Linked DNA regions of Gossypium hirsutum: region 2 is linked to region 1. A link is a contact called in public Hi-C data. All regions are on one chromosome and are shown on one strand. Each heading gives the region's core, a stretch centred on a gene start, on an enhancer-like site or on the middle of the called end of the contact. The rest is flanking DNA. Distances are from core to core; before and after follow the strand shown.

What was found. Hi-C and Micro-C count contacts between places; a contact is called where the count stands out from the background.
Region 2: a Hi-C map of leaf shows a contact between it and region 1, with 2.2 times the contacts expected there. The contact joins the promoter of LOC107951650 here to the promoter of LOC121203111 in region 1. A contact is called at or near these places in 7 of 34 Hi-C or Micro-C datasets (hypocotyl, leaf and seedling).

Annotation. Positions count from the first base shown.
Region 1 is chrA02:99,764,167-99,770,356 of Gossypium_hirsutum_v2.1, forward strand. It overlaps LOC121203111, which reads right to left and starts at 3,730. Exons shown (of 10, transcript XM_041082260.1): 1 at 3,375-3,730; 2 at 2,810-2,905; 3 at 2,557-2,631; 4 at 1,990-2,058; 5 at 1,531-1,607; 6 at 1,357-1,445; 7 at 1,143-1,272; 8 at 451-541; 9 at 294-359; 10 at 1-173. The coding sequence starts at 3,578. The coding sequence ends at 90.
Region 2 is chrA02:99,942,490-99,948,622 of Gossypium_hirsutum_v2.1, forward strand. LOC107951650 reads right to left here and starts at 2,982. Exons shown (of 3, transcript XM_016886777.2): 1 at 2,608-2,982; 2 at 1,621-1,860; 3 at 922-1,181. The coding sequence starts at 2,625. The coding sequence ends at 1,134.

The DNA.
Region 1 (6,190 bases), core at 2,480-4,979:
ATAATAATAAAAAGAAAATCAGAAGAAAATTTCAAGGAGTGAATTCTTTCCCGAATTTGGGCATATAAAATGGAGCACCAAGGTAAAACCTATGCAGCGTTCTCAATTGCTTGGATGCATTCCAATACAGTTGCCTTCTTTGACATTGCTGATATCAAGGCTTCATGAATCACCTTGTTGTTTTTCAACAGAGATCCAGCAAACAGAACCTGTGTTAGTTTCACCTTTAACATTAGCTTTCATTTATCCTTTAATGGTAATATGAAGCTGAAAGGAAACTTTAAGTAACTTACTGCCCATCTAGTTAGATTTTGCTGCTGATCATTGCCCAGTTTTGGTTGGCTCCTGTTTATGAATCTCTGCAGAGAATACAGACCAGAGTTAGTTGCTGAATAGGTAAGCAACTAATGAAATCTAGTTCAACTTTGGCTAAAAGGGCCGTTTTAAAACCTGAAGTGTGAAAAGATCAGCTGATTGACCCACCACTTTGTCATATTTCAAACCCTCTGCTGCAAGTCCAGCCATGGCAACCACTGCCAACCTGAGATACACATTGCAGTTGAGTGAGTCTCCTTTTAATTTCAAGCTTCTATAGTTGTTGTTATCGCCCCCATTAGTTGCTTGTGAGAAGTGGCCCAAGCACATGATACCATGTTTTTGTATGCTTATCATTAACTATATAACTAATAACCGGGAATGGCAAATGATATTGTTGAGGCCCCATGCAGGTAAAAGTAACATGAAAACCCCTCTATTAAGAGTCAGATTACATTTTGTCTCCTTTAATAAAAAAATGGGTAAATGAATCTCTGTATGTTAGGTTAAAGAGCAAATTGATCCATTCTTTTGGAAATAAAAACTGACATGGTTGACTAAATAATCAAATAATTACACATGGCGTGCTATGTATACCTGATATTGATGTATGAGGACTAGTTTTTAACAGTAGAAATATATGAATGTTTTAACAAAAGGACCCGTTTGCTCTTTGATTTAACATACATGACAAATTTTCTCATTTTTTGAGTAGAGGGAGTAAAACACAATCTGGCTCCTAATACAAGGGCTTCCGTGGTACTTTTACTGCTTCATGCACCATATAATATACTATATGGAAGCTTTCAGATTATCAAGATTAGTACCTGTCAAGCTCTTTAGCATCAAGCTGTCCACTATATATAAGCTTTTCCAGCTTTTCATCAATGAGATTGACATGTTCTTTACCAATATCCAGTGAATACCCCAGGATAGGAAGGCCCAACAGATAACCAACTACATACAAAGAGAAAAGATTATGAATGAATATATACATGCACAGGCACACGTCACTAGATTCTATACGTGATTAGGGATTACTTAAAAAATGAGCTGCTTCATGTCTAACAATCCTTTCTTGGTAATCAGGGAAAAATGATGAAAAGCCTCCAATGGCAGCTTGAAGAAGTCTGTAGGAGCAAATGAATGACCGTTACTTGTAAACCAAAATTGTTGGAACCATGGGATAGGAAAAATTGCATTAGACTTAATTACCCTGGTGAAATGCTCCCCACTGCCAAAACGACCAAAGAAATGCTCCCAATTAAATATGGTGTAAAGAAACCCCAATCCTGTAGGCAAAGTGTGAACCGGAAAACCAGTTAAAAGCAAGAACTTCTCTACTTTTCTCTCTTTTTTTTTTTCATACATATTACCACCTTGGAATCTTACAGCTCCATCAAAGAAAACAATGCCAATACAAATATAAGTAAATAATGCTATTCAAAACTTAAATATAATAGTTGAATTATTTCTTAGTAGTTTAAGTTTTTGGGATAAAAAGTGTAAGGCTATTCCATGCATAAGTGCACTTTTTTTAAGAGTAAGAATTATGTGTTCAACGCATAATTCATATTTTAAAAGCATTATTTTAAAAAAAATATAGGCAAAAGAAAAGTAAATGAAAAACAAAGATAAAAGAGAACATATATATATATATATAGCTAAAATTACCCCAGGAAGCTGGCCAGCAAGAACTCCCAAAAACCCTGTTGTCCCAACAACTGTGAAAAGAAATGCTGCCTGTTACAACTGAAACATATCAAATACATGAACTGCAATTTGAAATTAATGTTTTAACCATGTGAAGATTGCTTTATGTGATGAAATTCCGGTTAGACTAAGGTGTAAATGAGACATTGTGTATTCACACGTCTTTCGGGTTTAATTTGAAAAGCTATGCTCCAAAAGTTCGAGTATCTTAATACTTGATTTGAGTAGCTTGCAGCTTTTCTTTTTAAATCATTTTTACTTAATATTCAAAAATCTCTCAAACTCAAATAATCAAGTTGACATTTAGTTTTGGAATCAGATTCATTTTTTACTAAGAAAATGAACTTAATTTGTTTTTATCTCAAATTGAGTTCCAAGTTCAGAAATAAAACTCGATTAGGTGAAGGATATGCATTGTGAGAGCTTCTCAGCCTACTGACTCCAAAATATGAGGAAGGTAAGTAGAATGATATTATCCTGAGTAGAATGATATTATCCCAACTAGAAGATGAGCATTGTGATACTTACATCATTTCGAACACTTGGAATTGCAAGGTTTTCTGCATTTTTAATACCAAGGCTGGTCAGCTCCCTAAGAGATGTCTGATGCAAACAATCTCAAAGTCAAGCCCCTTTAATTTGCTCGGTTAAATATTTATATATACAGCAATGAACAGATAAGATGTATGGTATACATGTACACGTATGCATATGAGTATGCAGGGTAACATTTGAGTGATCACTTTTTCCCATAACTTCAGACTTGATATCAGAGACTGACCATACGACGTGACACATACGGCTGTGAACTCCATTTCTTTGCCCATCCAACTTCACTCAGCTCATTAAGTGCTTCTTTCACAGCTTCACTGTCTTTCTAAACCAAAACATATACATACATATCAAACTACCTTATAAAGGATTTACAAGTTCAAACATACACATATCCTAATTTGCAAAAAGAGAAAACCAGTGTATATAATTCCAATCTCATATATATATAAATTCGATTGATATAGGGTAAATTCCAATAGATTTATTGAAGGGTCCCATTAACGTGCATTTAGTAGGAATTAAACCTACGAATTTATTTCAATTATAAGTTGAACGCTTTAACCAATCAGCTATGGATGCTTAGTGGGTATCCTCTTACATGGTGAATATATATATGATTTGTAAATGATACGCAATCTCAAATAGTTCATCAACCATCAAATGATAATGACAAGCAGGTTAATTCATTTAAAAAGAAAAAAAAAACTAAACCCGAAGTTAAACACCCAGTTTCAAATAGTTTCAAGCCAGGGCAAAGAAATTGATAAAAAGGAAAGAAAAGAATAATAAACCTTGGAAATGGCAGATTCAAGGGTGTTGAGATCAACATCAGGAGCAGCAGCTGAAGAAGAAGCCCTTATAATTTGCAGTTGCAGCTCTGATTTCCTGGGTGTTAATACCTTAAAACACTTGCTGGAATGCTTATTATAATAATGGAAATATTGAAATGGAAGCTTTGAGTTTGACAGAGAAGCCATGCTATTCACATTCAACATTGTCTTTGTTGTTGTCTTTTCTTTATTCTTCCTTTTTCCTTTTATGTTTCACTTAAGAACTAAGAAATGAAAAAAAAAAGAAAAGGAAAAAATGCTGCAGTGACTTACAAAGAGTGGATAAGATTCGCTGGGTTTTAGCGCAAGGTAACGTTATTTTTGCACCACGTTGGCTAAGCTTAATGGCCCTTTTTTTTTTTTTCATATTCGTTTCAACATTTTTATCAAAGGCCATAAAATATTTTTAGGTTAATATACATTATTGTAGTTTGACAAAATTTGAGATTTAGTTAATAACATATATGAATGATAGAAAATAAATATGTTAGTATTTTTCTTTAAAATCTTTCTATTTGTCTTCTTCTTATGACATATGATTCATAAAAATAAACATACTAAGTTAGAAATTCTGACATAAACTATCAATGACCATGATGATTTGGACGAGGACTTTTCAATTGACTAAGTTATAGGATTGGATTTTTAATTTTAAAAGTACATAAATTAAATCTCAAATTTTATAGAAGTATAGGGACTAACTACAAATTTTGACCTATTTTTATATAACTATGGGTATTGAGATTTGTTTTATGGTCTACAACTAATTTTGTTTGGGTCAGAATTATATTTATTTTCAAAAATAATGATGATCTAAGGATTCAAACTCAATTTAAATACTTGGAGAAAAAAATGACATTTCTTTTAACCACCTACTAGTTAACCATAATAATAACAATTAGATTATGACACACCATAAAATATGACGTTGTTAGGAGGGACAACCATAAACCCTTAAAAAATTAATATTTCATGAATTGTAAAATAAATATGAATAATACATTGATTCTACCAAAAAATAAAATTTAAAAAATAAAGTGGTAGCTATTTACAAAAAAATAGTTATTCAAGTTTTTTTGTTGCTATCCAAACAATTTCGTTTTCAAAAGTTAAATTTGAGTTTTCCTTTAAAAGTGTAACATGTCTTTTCATTACAAATAACTTTTGTAGATTAATTTTAAAAACAATAGTAAAAATGAATTTTGGTTTGTTATAAAAAATAAAGGATAAATTTCACTATTACTATGGGTAAATTTTCATTTTGGTTACTAATGTTTTCACTCAACCTTTAAGTAACACTTTTTTAGTTGGTATAATAACAATTTTAGTCCTCAACTTTTATATTCTCTTTCAATTTGACCCTAATTCTATATAAAAATGATAAAAAATCAAAATTATTTAAAAAATAGAAAATACTATATAAAAATTCTAGAAAAATAAAATTTCAAATATTTTTTTGTTAAAGAACTAATATGTATGGGAAATAAAGACCATTATCATTCTATAGAATTCAATAACAAATTAAAAACAAAACAAAAAAAGGATTAAATCATTACAAGCTTTTTCAATGTTTCTCAAAATCAAATTAGTAATATCTTCTAGTTGAGTTTCATACCTTTGAACAACATCTAGAAATGATATTACATAGACGTGTGCAATTGACTTTCATGCTATTTATTTGCCAAAAAATATCAAAATTTTTCCTTTTATTTGACTCAATTCAAAATTTCTAATTCATTTAAATTATTTTTCCAAAACCCAAATTTAAAAATAAATTATATTTTGATTTTTTTCGTATAACGAAAAAGCTATGTCAAGAAACATAAGAGATAACAAAAACAAAGAATGAATAATTTTGCTTAATGTCTTCAGTATTTTCTATGTTTTTTAAAGAATGGATATTGGATATTTCTATACAGACAAAACAGAGAGAAATTTTAGAGGGTCTAGAAATAATTTTCCCTCAGTTTCTCTCACTTTATCTATATTTGAAAATTTAATCTACTTTCATTTTATTTTTAATTTTTAGAATTTTTTAAAATTTTAAAAAGAATTTAAATTTTTTTTATCATTTTATATATAACCAGGGTCAAATTGACAGATAGTATAAAAACTAAGGACTAAAATTATTATTATACCAATTAAAATAGTGTCACTCAAGAATCGGGTGACCAAAAAAAATAATTTCAAAAACATTAGAGACCAAATTGTAACTTTTTAATGAAATGACCAAAACAAAAATTTACTCATAATTTAGTGATTAATGATATAGTTTACTAAAAATAAATAAAAAGTTTTTTACTTAAAAAGATGGTGGGTTATTTTCAAGAAAAATGAAAAATTAACATATACAAGCATCTCTATTTCATTTTAAATATTATAATTTTATACCTTTTTATTTGTAATTTCATGAATTGAATTATTCTCGCTTAATTTGTATCACTGAATTGAGTCAAATATATTATAATTAGTATAAATAATAAAAGTATTCCAAATATTATTTTATATAAAATTAAAATTTTGATTTGACAATCAAATGGAAAATGGCATTCCTAACAAAGTAGTTGAATTTTGTTATATTAAAATTTCTTTATTATATATGTTTACCAATATTAAACTGTGTTTGGTGTCATAATTCAATCAAACATTAACTCAATTGAATAATAAAAAAATATATTCTTATTTTATAAAGTAATATATATTATTCCATGTTATATCGTTTATATAGAAAATAAAAATAAAAATAAAAATAATATAATTTAAACTCAAATGTTTAA
Region 2 (6,133 bases), core at 1,732-4,231, 180 kb after region 1:
GAAGAGTTTATGTGAAAATATAAACTCAAAATATAAATTTAGATAAAAAAATAAGACCTGGTAAAAAAAAATCAAGTCTCAAGTAAGGTATTTTTAGCTCGAGTCTCGCTCAAATTCACTAAAACACACAAAAAATATTCTTTTTTTAGTATTCTTTTTCTATTATTTTTGTCTATTTTATTACCATTTTACTATTATATTACTACTATTATTTTATTATTATTATTTGAATATTATATAAAATTTATTTTATTGTTAATTTTGTTATTATTTTAAAGATATTTACTTGTTAAGTTATATTTATCTTAGTGTTATTTAAATTTACATATTTTTTAAAATTTATTTTCAATTTGTTGAAAAATATTTATTTTATGTTTTTAATATTTTTAATTTATCATATATATTTAAATATAATATAAAATAATTATTACAAACAGGTCAGGTTGAGCCTGAATTTTAATATTTTTATTCAAGTCAAGTTTAAGAAAAATTTTATACCCATTTTTTGAATTAAACCAAACCCAAACCTAATAAATGGGCCTAAATTTTTAGTTAAATTTGATCCGACCCATGAGTACCTCTATTGCATGCTTTTAGGTAATAAATGTTACACACTAACTTATTTCCAATTGATTAAAATCAGCCCATCCTATCACCAAAAATATGAAATCGGTCCCCAACATCACCCTCAATAGTAGTTTTAGCCACACATTTCTCAACCCCCCATTTTCTTTCATGTCACATCCCCGGGATATTAGCCTAATCAATAATCCCCCATTATTTCAAAGACTTCAACTCCCCCCCCCAATCAATAATCCCCCCATTATTTCAAAGACTTCAAATCCCCCCCCCTTTTTATTTCTCCATCACCTTTCCATTCAAATTATACATCATGAGAACCAAGGAAAGAGGAAGATCAGATGCATAAAATGATCACCACATTTAAATTAAAGCATATATTATCTTTCCTAATCTTAAAAACCAAAGAGATGATGAAGAAATAAAGATGAGAAACCAAAAAAACAAAGAACACAATGGAAAGAGAGAGAGAGAAAGGGTGCTCTATAAATACATCGATGTAACTTGGGTGGCTATTAAAATCATCTTTCATGCGAGCCCTTAAACCCTAAATCTTAAGCCTTGACGCAGCAATTGAAGTAGCTAAAGAAACTCCGCCTTGTCTGACAAGAAATTAAAAAAAAAATCAATCAACAAATGTGTGACCAAGTATAATATGGCTAACTAATGACATTTGTCAAAGTGAGAAAAAGTATAATTCATTGACCAAAGAGATAAAAGATATAGAAAAGTATTCCTACAATGAAAAGTGGAATGCTCATCGGGGTTTTCCCCAAGGGCCGAGTTACATATGCTTAAAGGTTAATTGTGAAAGCCCCGGGGCTAGCAAACATCAAAGGAAAAAGATTAAATGATACAGCTAAGCAAAACTTCCCCACCAGCCTATATCACATGGATGCCAACAAAGTTCATATAGATTTGACATGGTTACGGCGCTATCACTATTTATAGCTACCAACCAATAATAGAAAATTGTATATTGATAGTACATTTTCTAATAAAATAAAGGATTTGGGAAGATAGTGGAAGGGAGAATCTTACAGATGGAGAGTGATGGTTCTGAGGGTAATTGTGGTGATGATCATCACTAGGAGTAGTGCTAACAGTGTTTGCAGTTGGGTTAATGAACTCTTCTTCATTACCAAGACTGGCTCTTGAAACTTCCCTCTTGTTTTGCTTCCTCATTTCCCTGATCTTTGAGAAGTCAAGAGAGTAATCTGGCACCTGTCCCTTTTGATCCCAATCACCAAATTGTGGTACTGATAGCCATGGTGCATTTTTCTACAACAATTTTAACACCCATAAGCCAAAATATATCAATGCTTTAATTAACCCCAAATAATGTCAAAGCTATCAATGCTTTGTATTCATGGCCAACTGTTGAGCAAATTATAAAATTTGTCCTTCGGAAATACTTAACAATGCCAAAAAGACATCATGTGACTTTGCAAGTTCAATACAAAGACATTCCAAATTCACAACCTGGCACTGCATGTACTAAAATATTCCTAACAATTAACACCAACAATCTATGTTATTCAAGACTCTTTCATGTTCCTTTATAAGACCAACCATTTACATTATTTACACTTGTCATTTTCCTTAAGAACTTAAGAAAACTTAACACTCACTCGGTGAATCTGGGTAACATAACCAGAAACCTGTTTATAGTGTTCCCCTGAATTCTTTTTTTTTCTTTTTCAACTCTAAGATTATAGATTTTTTTCCCTGTAGAAGGGAATTTCAGCTTTTGAGACATACCAAAAATCAAAACCCATATTTAAAAAATTGAATTTTAGTACTTCATACGCTTAGAAAACGTAAAATTAAATTCCTTTTTTTCAATACTTGGAAATATTGAACACCAAATATTTGTTTGGCTGCAAAGAAACTCCAAAACTAAGAAGGAAAATAACTAAGACCACATCTTCAGCAGATTACTGTAAGTTCATAAATCATAACTACATATAGCCAAAAAAGAATCTTTTTTTTTTCTTATCAATAACATGAGAAAAACAAAGAACTAACCTCCTTGCGATCTTCCATGCTTGATACCAAGTAAAAAAAACGATCTTTCCAAAGCTTTAAAAAGTTGTATATATTAATCACTAAACTATCAACGGCTAATATGAACCAGTCAAAGGAGAAATAGAAAAAGCAAGTAAAAATAAAAGGGTATTTATAAAAAGAAAGAAATAAGAGAAATTGTGGTGATTGAATGAGTTGAAGCAAAAAATATATAAATACAGCAAACGACAGCACCGATCGGAGAGGAAGAAGAGGGGGGGAGGGGTCTTTGATAGAAACACTAATCAATCAGCACCTACTAAAATCAATCACTCCCCCCAGCTTTCCCTTTTTTTATATGTATATTAGCTTATTATTTTTATACGTTTTATTTCTCGATAATGGTCTTGCCTTTTCGTTTAAATTACATGGAATGCCACTCGTTCGGACACGCTTTGCTTACGTGGATTTTTAAGCTTTTTGCCCCTTAATTTGGTTAAGATTGCTGCTTTTATATGCTAGCTGTCTCTACGAGGGCAGATTCCAAAGTTTATCCGAGACGCGGTTTTTTGGGCTTTTAAACGGTGTCGTTTCCAATTATAATTGAACGCCAAATTTGTGTCCTACATAATCTTTTGCATTTAAATTTCATGTACTTCTCTGATTGACACATATTAGACATGTTTGTTATACGCAGAGCTATAAAATTTCAAATTAATTTAAATATAAAATTATTTATTTTTGTATTGTAAAAATTAAAAATTAAATAAAAAATGAATTTTGATTCGTTACTAAATACATCAAAACCAAATCGCAATTGAATCCTACAAATTTTTTTTAATATTTTGTTTAAATTATGAAGTGTTTTAAATTATTTGTTGCTGATGCAAGAAAAGTAAAGAAATGAAGTGTTTATATAAACAGACAATTTAAATGCTATTGAAGCTATCTAAGTTTCAGAATCAACGCCCTCTAAATTGACGATAATGAGGCACATTCACCACCTCTTGAAGAAAATTGAAAATTGGATACTTGAATACATACTTACAGAAGAAAACGTACAAGTAGATCAAATGATTAAAATAGCTTTTAATAAGGAGAAAAGGTTACAATTATTTACAAATAATTCTTTTGTTTTAGTTTAATTGGTTGTATTTTTTTCATAAAAAAAAAAAGAAAAAGGTTGGTTAAGTTTATTTAAAATTTTAGAGTAGGGTTGATATTGAAAAGGGAGCTTACTTGTATTGAAAGAGATAGCACAACTTTGTTATTAAAGAAGTTATAAAATAATGTGCTATGGTATATTTAAGGGTGAATATTTTTCATTTTGTAATTTCCAACATACTAAATTTTAAGATAAATTGCATTGGAAGGAAAGTGGGTTGAAAGAAACTAGAACAAATCAAATTCACAAACTTAATTCTTGATTTACTTTTCTATAAGAAAAAGTAAAATAATATAGTTTTGATGTCAATATTATGTAGAAATAATATATATTTATGGCATAAAATTTTGACAATAAAATTTAACTTAACATATTTAACAATTATTGTTTGCTCAAAATTAAAATTTTAAAATTTCGAAAAATATAATCATATTAGAGTATAAGAATTAAATTCATAATTTATGCATAACGTAAAGACTAATAACAAAATTTGACAAAAAAATAAATAATAAATGTTAAAGAATATTAATTATTGGATAAATCCCTAGGTAGCATTGTTTCTTTCGGTGGGTCTAGTTGGATTTCGTTAAATAACTTTGTTGGGCGGCTATATTAAATTATCTTTAAAATAATTCTTAGTAGAAGAAAATTTGGTAATGGATTAAAAAATTAATTCATCAACCAACACAGAATTTTCAACAAAAGGACGGAAAATAAGTACGTAGAAGAACAAATAAATTAATATAAAATATGTTAAGTCAAAATTAATATTATTAATAAAATAATTTAAATATATTATGAAATTAATAAATTTTATAATTTTATTTATAATAAAAAATTAATATTTGTTTATGTAAAATAATTTAGACGATTGTATCAAATTAAAATTTTGTATCTCGTAATATACTGAACTATATTGATATATAATTACTTTATAAAAATTATGTTCCACTATATTTTTCCCAATAAAAATTTTGTATTAGATTATAAGTTGGATGAAAATTATATGGCTATAATTTATTGGATATTTTCTTCTTAAACAGAACTTCCATTATTGACTTTCTTGACCTTGTTTTTTTATGACAAAATTCTAATTCTAGCTGTAAACTGACAACATTTTTTAATCCCTTTTCTTGTTTGATCACTTGTTGACTTTTCTCTGATTTTTGCACTAAATTATGGTGAATTAATATCACACTCGTATTCTCTGTACATAAAAGCTTGCTTCTCATATTTCAATAAAGGATCATTAAATTATAAATTTGATCTTTAATGGTTGTCACTTTTTTTTAATCCTTTTAACCTCTATTTTTAAACAATTGAACAATTAATCTTAAATGGAAATCTCTCTGAACTCTAGTGATAACATTTCTTATCTAGAAATCGAGGATGGTGATGGTTCTCGGACAGGTGCAGATCGTAATACAAAGAAAGCCCGTTTCAAATAGGGCAATGGCAAGGAAATCACTGATATGATGGTTGAATCTGGTCCGAGTCCAATTTTATCTTGGAAGGATAAACTTATGGGGAATAAATCTAGAGCGTCTGATAAGTTGGGGTTGGATAATTCTGGTGCTGGTGTTGATGAAGATCTAGAATTTTTGGAAGGAGATATTCACATATCCATTATTAATGGAATACCTGCTATTGATTTCTCAGAGAGGATTCAACAAATCTTGTTCAAAGAAATGGAACACACGGTTGTATTGAAATTACTTGGTAGGAATATTGGGTATGGGGCTTTAAACAATCGAATCAGTAGTTTATGGAATCCCTCTAAGCCTTCCCATATCATGGACATAGAGAATGAATACTTTCTGGCTAAATTTCAATCCACTGATAACTATGCAAAAGTTCTGTCGCAGGGTCCTTGGCTGATTTATGGTCAGTATCTGACTGTTCAACCTTGGACCAAAGAATTCAACCCTTACAACCATACCCAAGCATGGTGATGGCTTGGATACAGTTACTAGGCCTCCCAAGGTTTTTATACAAAAGGAAAATTCTTGAAGAAATAGGAGGGACCATTGGAAAGGTTGTTCGGTTAGATTTCAATACCGACAGTAGAATTACAGGTCACTTCGCCAGGATAGCCGTTTATGTCAACTTAGACAAGCCTCTGATCGCTCAAGTTCTTGTGAATGGTTTACATTAGAAAGTTGAGTATGAAGCGCTGCCTACGATTTGCTTTACTTACGGGAAGTACAAATATACCAAGAAGCTGTGTGCTTCACAACCATATTCAGTAACGGTGAAGGATCAGAAAGGGTACTACTCTGACAGAAGTCGCTGTAAGCGGAGGAGAAGGCGCTGTTTACGGGCCATGGATGGTGGTCGAAAGGAAAGTAAGGCGTAATTTTATGAATAATAATATTAAAAAAA